2 separate regions of the Ovis aries genome follow, and region 1 is linked to region 2. A link is a contact called in public Hi-C data. All regions are on one chromosome and are shown on one strand. Each heading gives the region's core, a stretch centred on a gene start, on an enhancer-like site or on the middle of the called end of the contact. The rest is flanking DNA. Distances are from core to core; before and after follow the strand shown. Region 1 holds the start of NRP2 (neuropilin 2). Region 2 has its middle 120 kb from the start of TRNAS-GGA.

Region 1 (5,113 bases), core at 229-2,728, 1.5 Mb after region 2:
GAGAAGGGGAAAAAAAAGGAAAGGAATGAGAGGTAGGCTTTGGGCCAATCTGGGGATATGCACATTGGAAGAACTCACCAGGCCTCGCTTAAATGCCCTTTCACACCAGGCGTCTGAGATTAACAGTGTGATAGGCAGCCTGTGCATTTACACAGCACGGTAAGTCCTTGCACGGCCTGGCGCAACTATTTGCAAATGACTTCTGATTCAATTTTGTTTTGGTTATCTCAGTGTAAATAACAGTTAAGTGGGAGCTACAGATTTTTCAGACACTAAAAGTGATAAACAAAGCTAATGGCAAGTCCAGATAAGGAGGAAAACCACCCAGAAGAATCCACCAGCACAGGCAAAGAAATAAATGGAATAGTCAGATGTGTGTGTGTTTCTTGTCACCAAAACTTTATTTTTCTTAATCTGTGGAGTGGGAGAAAAGGTATACGCAGAGTGTTTAGACTGTTTCTGTTAGAATCTTTATGATACTGTAGTAATAGGTGCCTAGTGAAGCAAGACAGTTTGGAACCCACAAAGACATCCTTCGAAACAAAAACGCAAGTGTTTTCCCAACTGTTAGCTCGAGGCTCCCTCTAAACAGTTTTCACGCCTCCATTTAAAAAATAGTTGGCATAATGCTGTTTTCTTTCCTCGGCGGTGTGACCACATTACCACCGGGAAAATGTGAAAAGAAGTACTTTCTGTAGCATTTTGAGAAGTCTTCCTACCTGGACATTTTTGGAAGGTTGGCGGAATCCAATTTAATTACCTGAAAAATTGCTTTGAAGAACGTCTTTCCTCTTCAGATAGTTACAAGTTAGGGACGCAGGAAAAACTAAACCCTCACGCAGAGAAGAGAGGAGTATGTTTGGGACACAACAAAGGATCTGAGTAGTAAACGCAAGGAGTGTTTGGGGTTTTATTCAGCCAGGGCTGAACGTGTGTGTCGCCGCCACGCACTGCTGCCGGCGCGAACGCATGGCTGAGCTGCTGCCGGGTTCCCTGCTCCAAACACCGTACGCCACCCAACTCCTCTTGTAACGCCATTGCGCGTGGCATTGTGCTGGGCTCTACGTGTGTGGCACCGGAGTCGGGGAATCGGGGGCGGGGGGACAAGAATTTCCTCCGTTTCCCGAGGAGTCTCCCTCGAACGGGGGCCAAGTGGCCAAGGGCAGCGCGCCCGGGAGGTGCCCGGGGGCGCTCCTTCTGCAGGGCATTACGCACGGGCGGCCTGGCGAAACCCGGCAGCGGAGGTGCCAGGGTGGCGGGAGGTGCTGGGGGGAGATGGGTGGCTTGAGGGGGGAGCTGCCTTAACTTTGATCCGGCCGCTGCCGGGGGAAAGCCGCCGCCGCCCCGCCCGAGCTGGGTGCCGCGGCACTCGCCTCTGCGCCGCGCGTCTCCGCGGCTGCCTCTTTAATCAGGAACACAGAAGGGGCGGGCCCTGAGCCGGCGCGTAATCGGATAGCTCTGCCGCGGCTCTGACATCCACATGCTGCTCGGCCTGAAAAGGCAGCGGGGGGAGCCGGAGGGGAAGCAGAGAACGCGAGCTAGGCACCAGCCCGCAGCCGCCCCCAGCACATCCTCAGACGCGCAGACACTCTGCCGGGCGCTGGGCGAGGTGGAGGTGAGGGCGGGCGCGGGCGAACTCGGAGAGGGGCTCGCTCACTCCCAGGCGATCCCAGCCGCCGCCGCCGCCGCCGCCGCACCACCAGCAGCCACAGCAGCCGCAGCCGCAGCAGCAGCAGCTTCCTTCCTCAGACTCCCCTCGCGAGGCTGGCCAAGCGGGTGTAGCCGTTAGGGGAGGCTCCCGCTAGGGGAACCCGGCGAGGGCAAGAGCTTGGGCGGCCGCCTCGCGCTCGGGCCGTCCGGCGGTCTGTGCCTCCGCCCGCGTGCCGGTCCCCAGTGCCGAGGGATGTATGTCAGTGTACGCCTCTGAGATCACACAGCTGCCTGGGGGCCGTGTGATGCCCAAGGCAAGTCTTGGCTTGTATTTTTATTCTTTTTTTTTTTTTTTTTACGCTTGGCTAACGGGAAATACTCGGGATGTTGTAGGATAAAGGAAATGATACTTTGAGGAACTGGAGAGGACATAGATGCGTTTTGTTTTTAAGAGAGGAAATCCATCCTCTCTTCCCGGCTTGCTCCCTCTTTGCTGATTTCAAGAGCTACCCTCCTCTGGTGAGGTGGGGACCCAGCAAGAAGAAAGGTGACGACAGGCCGCCAGGACTCAGAAGGGAAACACTGACCGGTAGGAACCTTTGCAGAGGACACTAAGGAAGAACACAAGGAGCGAAAAACACAAAGACTTACCATTAAACAAGAAATCTATAAAAACAGCTCTGGAGAAAACCTTCTCCAACATGGATATGTTTCCTCTCACCTGGATTTTCCTAGCTCTCTACTTTTCAGGACATGAAGTGAGAGGCCAAGCAGGTAAGCCCCCCGAAAGTTTTTTTTTTTTTTTAATTCATTTCAGCGTGCCTTTACCTTTAAAAACAACTGCTAACGCAGGGGGCCACACGCAATGGCAAGAGAAGGAGGATCGCTCAATACTGAATAATTCAGAGAGAGATCCCAGTCGGCCCTCCCTATACCACCACCGCTGCTAAAACCCAACTTTTCTTTCCTGCTAGGAGTATGTGACTATGTGTGTGTTTTGAAACATAGACAGAATTTGGCGGTGTTCAGATGTCACATATGGACTGAATCAAAGGTTTAAAAATACTACAAAGCCTTTGCATTACAGTTTTGGGGAATTTTTTTCCCCTGTCTTGAAGCAGAACACATCTCCCATGAGTTTCTTCAACCTAGCCAGCGAAATATAAATCATTTGCATTCCCTCCACTTAGCTACATTGAGCAATGTGAACTGAAGGGCTTGGGAAATACAAGAATCTAGTTTGGGTTTTCCAATGCTGTGGCTTCTTTGCAGAATGTGTGGATGAGCCTCCGAATCATTGGGCTCAGGCTGATGGAGCAAGTTGTCTCGTGGCTCGGCTCTGGGCTGGGCGCTGCTGCTAACGGAGGCGGTTGGTCACCCAGTTCTCTTTCCTGCCTCCATATATTTTCTGGGGGAAGTAAATCATATGTTCTTTTTAAAACTAGTATTAGATAAAACAAACTGCGTGGCCCTCAAAGGTCTCTCACTCTTGTGAAGTGGTTAGAAACTTTTGGGTAGAATTTGTTCTCAACCACTGCCAAAAAGGGTGTGTGGACAGACTGCAGAGATAAGCACTGCAAGGCCCAGAATGGTCTGGGGCAAGTATTTGGCGGGTGGGGGGAATGGAGGCTGGCCAGGGGCACTGCTCTTTCAGAGAAGGGCTCTCTGGTTCCAGAAAATCTAGTGGGAGACGGTCTTGCTTCCCCACACCACTCTCTCCGGGCTGAGCCTCTCTCCCCTCTGACAAGAGTCTCTGGAATCTGACAAAACTCTTAAAAGCTGCTACAGGTGACTGAGAGTGGGGAAAGCATCCCTGGAGGAAATGGAGAAAAGAGAGGAGAAAAACACTTCCTGGAGTGCCCTTACCCGGAGGCACGTCTAAGGCTGCCACCGCAGCGGTAGCACAAACCCCTGGCAGCCTCCCGGGTCTTCCCATCACAGCGGGTTAGTGGATCCTGCGGGAGCTGGGGACTCTGATTCTCACTCGCCAGCACAGGCACGCGCCCCACTTGAAGCTTGGGTGTTTATTTGAGGGAAAGAAAGACGTGCACGCCCTTACTCTCCAGACACACACGTTTGCTGCTTTTTTCTCTTCCGTAACTGGTCTTCAGAGCAGCTGCAAATCGTATGAAAGAGATGGGTCCAGGTCCCACTTGGGGAAATTTCCTGTGGCTTCCAGTTCCCTGTTCTCTTAATTCTAAATTCCCAGCTTGAGGCGAAATTAAATTACCTCCCACAGACCTGAAAGCGGCATAAATTATGGATGTTTGTGTGATTCGCTGTGTGTGTGTGTGTGTGTGTGTGTCCGCGTGCGCGCGCGGCGAGGATGCCCACGGTATATTATGTATTCAGGCACGGACTCCTGTAGGCCCGGGTGCGCGAGTGCGCGCACACTGGCGTACAGATCGACACGCGCGCGCACACACACACACACACACACACACACAACTTCAGGTTCTGTGTGCTGTGCGGAGTGGGAGGGGTCGTAAAGACTCAGGGGCCATCTCGTACCCCAGATGTTCTCACATCTGTCCCCGAGCGCTGCGCGGAGTGTGTACGTGTGTGCGCGACACCCGCTCAAACCCACTCCGGCTCTGCCACCTGCCTCCCGCGCTCTCCGCAGAGCCCCCTCCCACCCCAGCCCCGGGCCGCGCTGCGTCACTTCTAGAGAAGCCCAGAGGCGGGAGCGCGGGCCGGTCACCCTCTCTGAGGCCTCAGGCAGCCTCGGACCCAGGGTGGGACCTCCCTACGGGACGCGGAGCTGGGACCCGCCCGGGGTGGATATTCTCCAGCCCCCGGAAAAGGCGATCGCGAACCGCGGGCTGCTAGGGCTTTTGGTCGGAATAGCCGACTGGCACCAGGGGAGCTGGCAGCGAGTAGCAAAGGGCGAGGCCGAGCTAGACCTCTGACTCACCCGGTGCGCGCGGGCCGAGAGGGGGCCGGGCCCAGCCTGCAGCGACGGTTGAAACCCACTCCGACGAGTTGGGTTGGGGTGGGGTGGAGTGGGGGGGAAGGGCGGAAGGAGCAAGCGAGGGAGCCATTGAGCAAATAACCTCTTGGCCATGGCGCGTGGCTTCTCGCACTGGCTGGCGGCTGGGAGCTGAGTGGGCGTCGCGCACTAGGCTGCCCCAGTCCTTGCCACGCCGGCCGCCTTGCCGGATCACAGCGCCGCTGCCCTCCTACCCCTGCTCGGGGATTCGGGGGACGCTCCGAAGGCCCTGCGGGGAGCGCCCCCTCCTGCACTCCACTCTGCGCTGCAGTTCCCGCGCCGCCCCAAGAAGGCCGGCTCAGAGGGGTTGGGGGCCCGAGCGCTGGCGGAGCTGGTGGAGGAAAGCCGGGGTGGGATTGGGACCTGAGGTTGGAGGCAGAAGGGAGGCAGTTTGAGCCGCGGGAATGCGCACAACTTTAGTAGCGCTGCGCGCCGGGCGCCCGCCAGTGCGCGCGAACAGGTGAAGAGCACGCG
Region 2 (5,420 bases), core at 2,365-4,864:
TGCTGACCCCAGCAGTCCTTGTGATTTATTCTCCAGGCAGCTCTCGGAATTTGGAAGTTCCTCCTAGAGCCAAAAAACAGGAAGCATCTCCCCTCACCTGGCCAAGGGGCCAGGAAGGAATACGTGTACTCTGACAGGCCAGCAGTGTGAGTTCCCATTATGTCAGTAGTGTTTACCATCACCAGGCACTTCCTGTGACATAGGAGCACAGCTAAATGTCTTCCCCAGCAAAAAGGAAATGACTAACTCCAGGAAATCATCCCTTCGCCCTCCAGCCCACCCCCTAAAATGGAGACACTGTTGAACTTTCACTAAAAATATCAATACCATCTAAAAATAAAGTTCCTTGGCTCTGCCCTTGCCCCAGGAAATCCTGACCAAAGCTTCTCTTACATCACCACCAGCCCTTGTCAAGTAGCCTCTCAGAGTCACACCCTACCTGTTCTCTCAACTTCAAGTTCATTTGGAAATCAATCCCCACCTGCTTCCCCCACCAATGAGAGGGTGAAGAATTGCTGGTCATGATTGTATCAAACATGTCTTCCCAAGGGATGAAAGGTCTTCCAAAATTCTTCCACAAGCCCACACACCCAAGTGGGTTTGTTTCCTGTCTGGTTGACTTCCTCCAGGCTCATTAGGGTTTCTGTGCCATTTCCCAGAGCAGGAAAGAGTATAGGAACCAGGCCTCTAGCAGCCTGGGGTGGACACGCAGCAGCTGACCTGGAAGAGAAAGGTCTCCACGAAGCCATTTGTTAGGAAATCACTGACAGGCATATAAAGTGTTTGGTAGCAGAGCAATTCCCACAGCTGGTTCCTGGGGCACCTGGTTTGCTGCAGAGTTTATATTCTGTCTTGTGCCAAGAAGCCAAAGCTGAAAGTTGGTATTTGCCTTTGAGGAGAGGAGAGGGTCCTGAAAGGCTGTATTGATCTAGAGGCAGAGCTGGGAAGAAATGCTGCAACCCAGTCCAAGAAGGAAGGATAGAAGTGAGAAAGAATTCTTGAATTCAGGATTAACCCTCAACTCCTACATTGCTGGAAGTTTCCCTAATAAATGAATTATCAGTTTTACTTCCCAAACAAGGAGGCAGGAAGGGCTCAAATAGGGACCCTCACACCAAGGGAAGTAGCAAACCATAGTGGACAAAGGCTTTGAAGTTAGACTTGTGGGTTTCCATTCTGTCCTCACCATGTACAGCTAGATGATGTTGAACTAGTTGCTTAGGCTCTGCATAATTCCTGTTTCTCAGCTAGAAAAAAATGGGAGTTGCATGAGGATGGGTGAATTAAAACAAGAAATGGACAGTGCCCCGTGCATAGCCAGTGCTCCCTGGACAGTCCCTATCCCATCTCCCTACTGAGTGCCTTATCACGTGGTGCACACTTACAGTACTAGAGAGACTCTGCAGAAAGCAGGACAGGCAGGACACCATGCAGCAGGACACGGGGCATGCAATTAATGTGCCAGAGTGATCGGTTGATGGGAAGGGCATGTGAGCTCAGCAATGAATCCAAACTGAGAACTGTGTGGAGGAAGACATTCTTTCACTGAGTTTTCTCAATCCTGGCGCCAGACAGCCTTGGAGGAAGAGGAAGGACACGGACCTCAGGAGCTTCTAGGGAAAGGTGGGAGGGGTGCTGCGCACGTGAGACCACCCTGGGCTGGATGATGTCCCCTCAGACTCCCTGTCTGCTGGAGCACTGTTTCCGGAAGGGCTCCAGGCAAGGGTTCAGTAGTCACTGCAGACCTGGCCCTTAGCAACCCTGCAGGCAAAGGGACTCCAGCCACCTCCACGGCACAGCCGCAGCAAGGGGGCATAGCCAAAGCGTCTCCACAGTGGTGATGAGGAGGGAATTACAGACTGTCAGCAGGCAGTGGAGGCGACCGGGAGGTGGGTACAGAGTCCTGACACACCAAGTGTGTGGGTTCAAATGGGGCCTTTGCACCCTAGTTGCTGGTGAATATGCTGGGGCCTCCTCTTAGCAGAAGTCAGTTTGATTCTGCTGACTGCCTCTCGGCACTCCTTCACTGAGGTTTCTTTTTTTTATAATTGAATTTATTTATTTACTTTGGGCTATGTTGGGTCCGCCTTGCTGCACAGGCTTTTGTTTAGTTGTGGAGAGCAGGGGCTCCTCTCTGGTTGCAGTGCATGGGCTTCCCGTGGCACTGGCTTCTCTTGTGGAGCACGTGTTCCAGGGCACTCAGGGTTCAGTTGTTGTGGCACTCGGGCTAAGCAGTTGCGTGAGACTCCTGGGCTCTAGAGTACAGGCTCAGTTGTTGAGGCGCACGGAGTTAGTTGTTCTGTGGCATATGGGATCTTCCCAGAGCAGGGATCGAACTGGTGTCTCCTGTATTGGCAGGCGGCTTCTTTACCACTGAGCTACCAAGGAGATTCCTTAAAGTTCTTCTCCATTCCCAACTCCAGGCCTAAGACAGGATCAGATTCCATGATGTGCTGTAGCACATTCCCCAGCAAAGATATCTACCTACCTACCTACCTACCTACCTACTGATGAATCCATAGATATGTGTACAGTTGATCCCTTAACAGCATGAGCTAATGGCACCCGCGATCCATGCCGTCGAAAATCTCCGTGTAATATATATTTGGCCCTCCCTGTATATATTACATACGCAGTTCACAAACCCTCCTGACTGTGGTTCTGGATCCAGTGGCATGAACCAACTGCTGATAGTATAGTACTATAGTGTTAACTACTGAAGAAAATCCACATATGACCGTAACACACATATACCACGTAACACACACAGTGCTGTTCAGGAGTCAGCTGTATATGATATTCATACTACATCAAAACAGCCAATAACAAAAAAAATGAACAAGAAGAAAACAAATAGGAAAGAAGAAGAAAACCCCCATTAGGTCACAAGGAGGCAGGGTTTGCCTGTGAGCTGCCTCTGAAGTACTCATGGAGCACTGACTGCCTTGTCTTCCTTTCAGCGTCTCCTGGAACCACCCAAGCAGGAGACAGCAGGTGTACAAGAGGGATACTCCTGATATTAACTAGATTCCAGACCCATGAGAGCAGGGATCTTCATCTCTGATTCAGTGAGAAGCGCCAAGTCCCCAACAACCATGTACCTGTAGCCTCTCAATAACTATTGGGTGAATGCATTTCGTCATTTGCCAACTCTACCCTATTCTCCCAAAAGTCTTGATCTGGTGACTTTGTTGTGAGGTATAAATGTATCATTTTCATTCAGTAAATACTGTGTAGTTAAATTTTCACTTCAAAGGTTGGTTGTCATCTCAGATGTTCATTGAAGTCAATGCCCTTATTCCTAACATTTGAAGGAATCAAACCCAGGTCATATGTATCAAATTCTATTTCATAAATTCTAGTGAGCCCCACCGTGGTGTTAGATTATTCTTTAACATTCATGCTGGCTCAGGAGTAACTTCAAAGTTCTACAGACTATCACAGTCAGAGGGTCAGCCCTTTCCCTCTAAGCCAACTTCACCCACCCCTGACGCCCAGAGATTTTGGGTTTTTTTTTGGTTTTGAGGGTCATGACAGAGTAGATCCCCTAGGGGGCAGTGTGTGCATACGTTTCAGCCAAGCAAGCTGCACATTTTATGGCTGCTGAGGTAATCGCCACAGCAACAAGAGATTTGTCTGAGAAACAAAATGCTCTGTACAAAGTTGTTCTTTAGGTCGAACAGAATAAAGGCGGCCTGAAAGAATTGCGCAGTAGAGGAAAACCTGGTGACACAGCAGAAAATTAGGTGATGGTACATTTAAAAGCTCCAGCCGCTGCATTGCTTAGGGTTCAACACAGGAATGATTTGACATGCTCCTTCGCATTTGCAAAACGTTTTTTTTTTTTTAATATTTTTATTTATTGCCTTTTATATTTCATGTTTCTGAAATCCATGCAGAACTGGGTTTCATTTTCTTATCTATTCTGGGTGGCAGTTCAAAATCAATTAAAGTTAACCATTTTTAATTGAGGAATAATAGTTCATACTGTGTCATTGAGGGCTTATAACGTTCTGAGGGTTTTACTGACATGACACAATTTAATCACATTACATTGTGTAAAGCTCCCTCTATCGCTGTGAGATGAAGACTTATTTAGTGATGCGGGAACTGGTATGGTAGACATAACTCACTCAAGATCCCAGGCTTCAAAGTTCAGATCAGAACCCACTCTATTTTACCTTCTAAAGCAATGCCTCTCAAACTTTAGTGTGTATACATATTACCTGAGGATCTTGTTAAAATGCAGATTCTAATTCAGTAAGTCTAGATAGGGCCCAGAGAAGGCAATGGCACCCCACTCCAGTATTCTTGCCTGGAAAATCCCATGGACTGAGGAGCCTGGTGGGCTGCAGTCCATGGGGTCGCTAAGAATTGGACACGACTGAGCAACTTCACTTTCACTTTTTACTTTCACTTTTCACTTTCATGCATTGGAGAAGGAAATGGCAACCAACTCCAGTGTTCTTGCCTGGAAAATCCCAGGGACAGGGAAACCTGGTGGGCTGCCATCTATGGGGTTGCACAGAGTTGGACATGACTGAAGCGACTTAGCAGCAGCAGCAGCAGCAGCAGGTAAGGCCCAGGTGTCTGCATTTTAAGGAGCAGCAGATGTTGCCAATGCTGCTGGTCTGTGGACCACAGTTTGAGTAGCAAGAACCCAGAGGAGTGTGTGGGTGGGGGTGGGGCAGACATAAAGGTGTGTATGGTACAGTCCCTGCCCTCAAGAAGGTTATACTAGTAGAAGGGTTAAGACAAGGACACAAATACCAAGATTATGAGAACACAGATGTCAAGATCTACAGAGGTGCGCATGCAGAACAACTCATAGGTGCTGAGTGGCAGCTAGGGTAGGACAGTGTGTCCCAGAGCTTTGGGAGAGACAGGTAGGATGGTGAAGACCCAGCTCCTACCTGCAGGGCACTTGGGAGCTGTGAGGGAAGACCAATGGTTATACAGAAAAACCCTAGTGCTGGCACAAGTTTCCAAAAGAAGTTCTCAGGAGGGCTATCCGGACAGGAAGGAAGAAGGCCCAAGGTGAGGTTAGTAAGAATCTCAAACGTGACTGGAATTAGAAAGCAATGTATTTAAGAAGCTCAAGAAATGATGCCTCTGAGCTGGCCTTTGACCTACAAGAAGGCTTCAGAAAGAGATAGGGTTAGAGGTAACCCGTGCAAGGCAGATGGAGTTTTGATGGTCGATACAGAAGGTATTTCAGAAAAAAAAGTCCATTTAAGCCAAATTCTGAAAAGTGATAGTACCAGAAGCTACACTGAGGATGAGCACGGCATCCTGTGTTCCTGTCTGGACACTGTATGGAAAGTTATTTTGGAAGCCATGTTCTAGAGCAGGGATTCTCAATTCATATTAAAAATCACTTAAAGAGTTGACAATGACTTTGACACTGGGGCTGCATTCCC

What was found. Hi-C and Micro-C count contacts between places; a contact is called where the count stands out from the background.
Region 1: a Hi-C map of hypothalamus shows a contact between it and region 2, with 11 times the contacts expected there. The contact joins the promoter of NRP2 here to the enhancer-like site in region 2. A contact is called at or near these places in 5 of 16 Hi-C or Micro-C datasets (hypothalamus, mixed tissues, omental adipose tissue and 2 more).

Annotation. Positions count from the first base shown.
Region 1 is chr2:207,829,729-207,834,841 of ARS-UI_Ramb_v3.0, forward strand. It overlaps NRP2 (neuropilin 2), which reads left to right and starts at 1,479. Exons shown (of 17, transcript XM_060410281.1): 1 at 1,479-2,424. The coding sequence starts at 2,352.
Region 2 is chr2:206,353,622-206,359,041 of ARS-UI_Ramb_v3.0, forward strand. No RefSeq gene overlaps it. Among named protein-coding and RNA genes, the nearest start is that of TRNAS-GGA, 120 kb to the left of the region's middle. Within about 2 kb of position 3,615, at least 3 of the 54 cell types and tissues checked have an H3K27ac peak or open chromatin away from gene starts, as enhancers often do.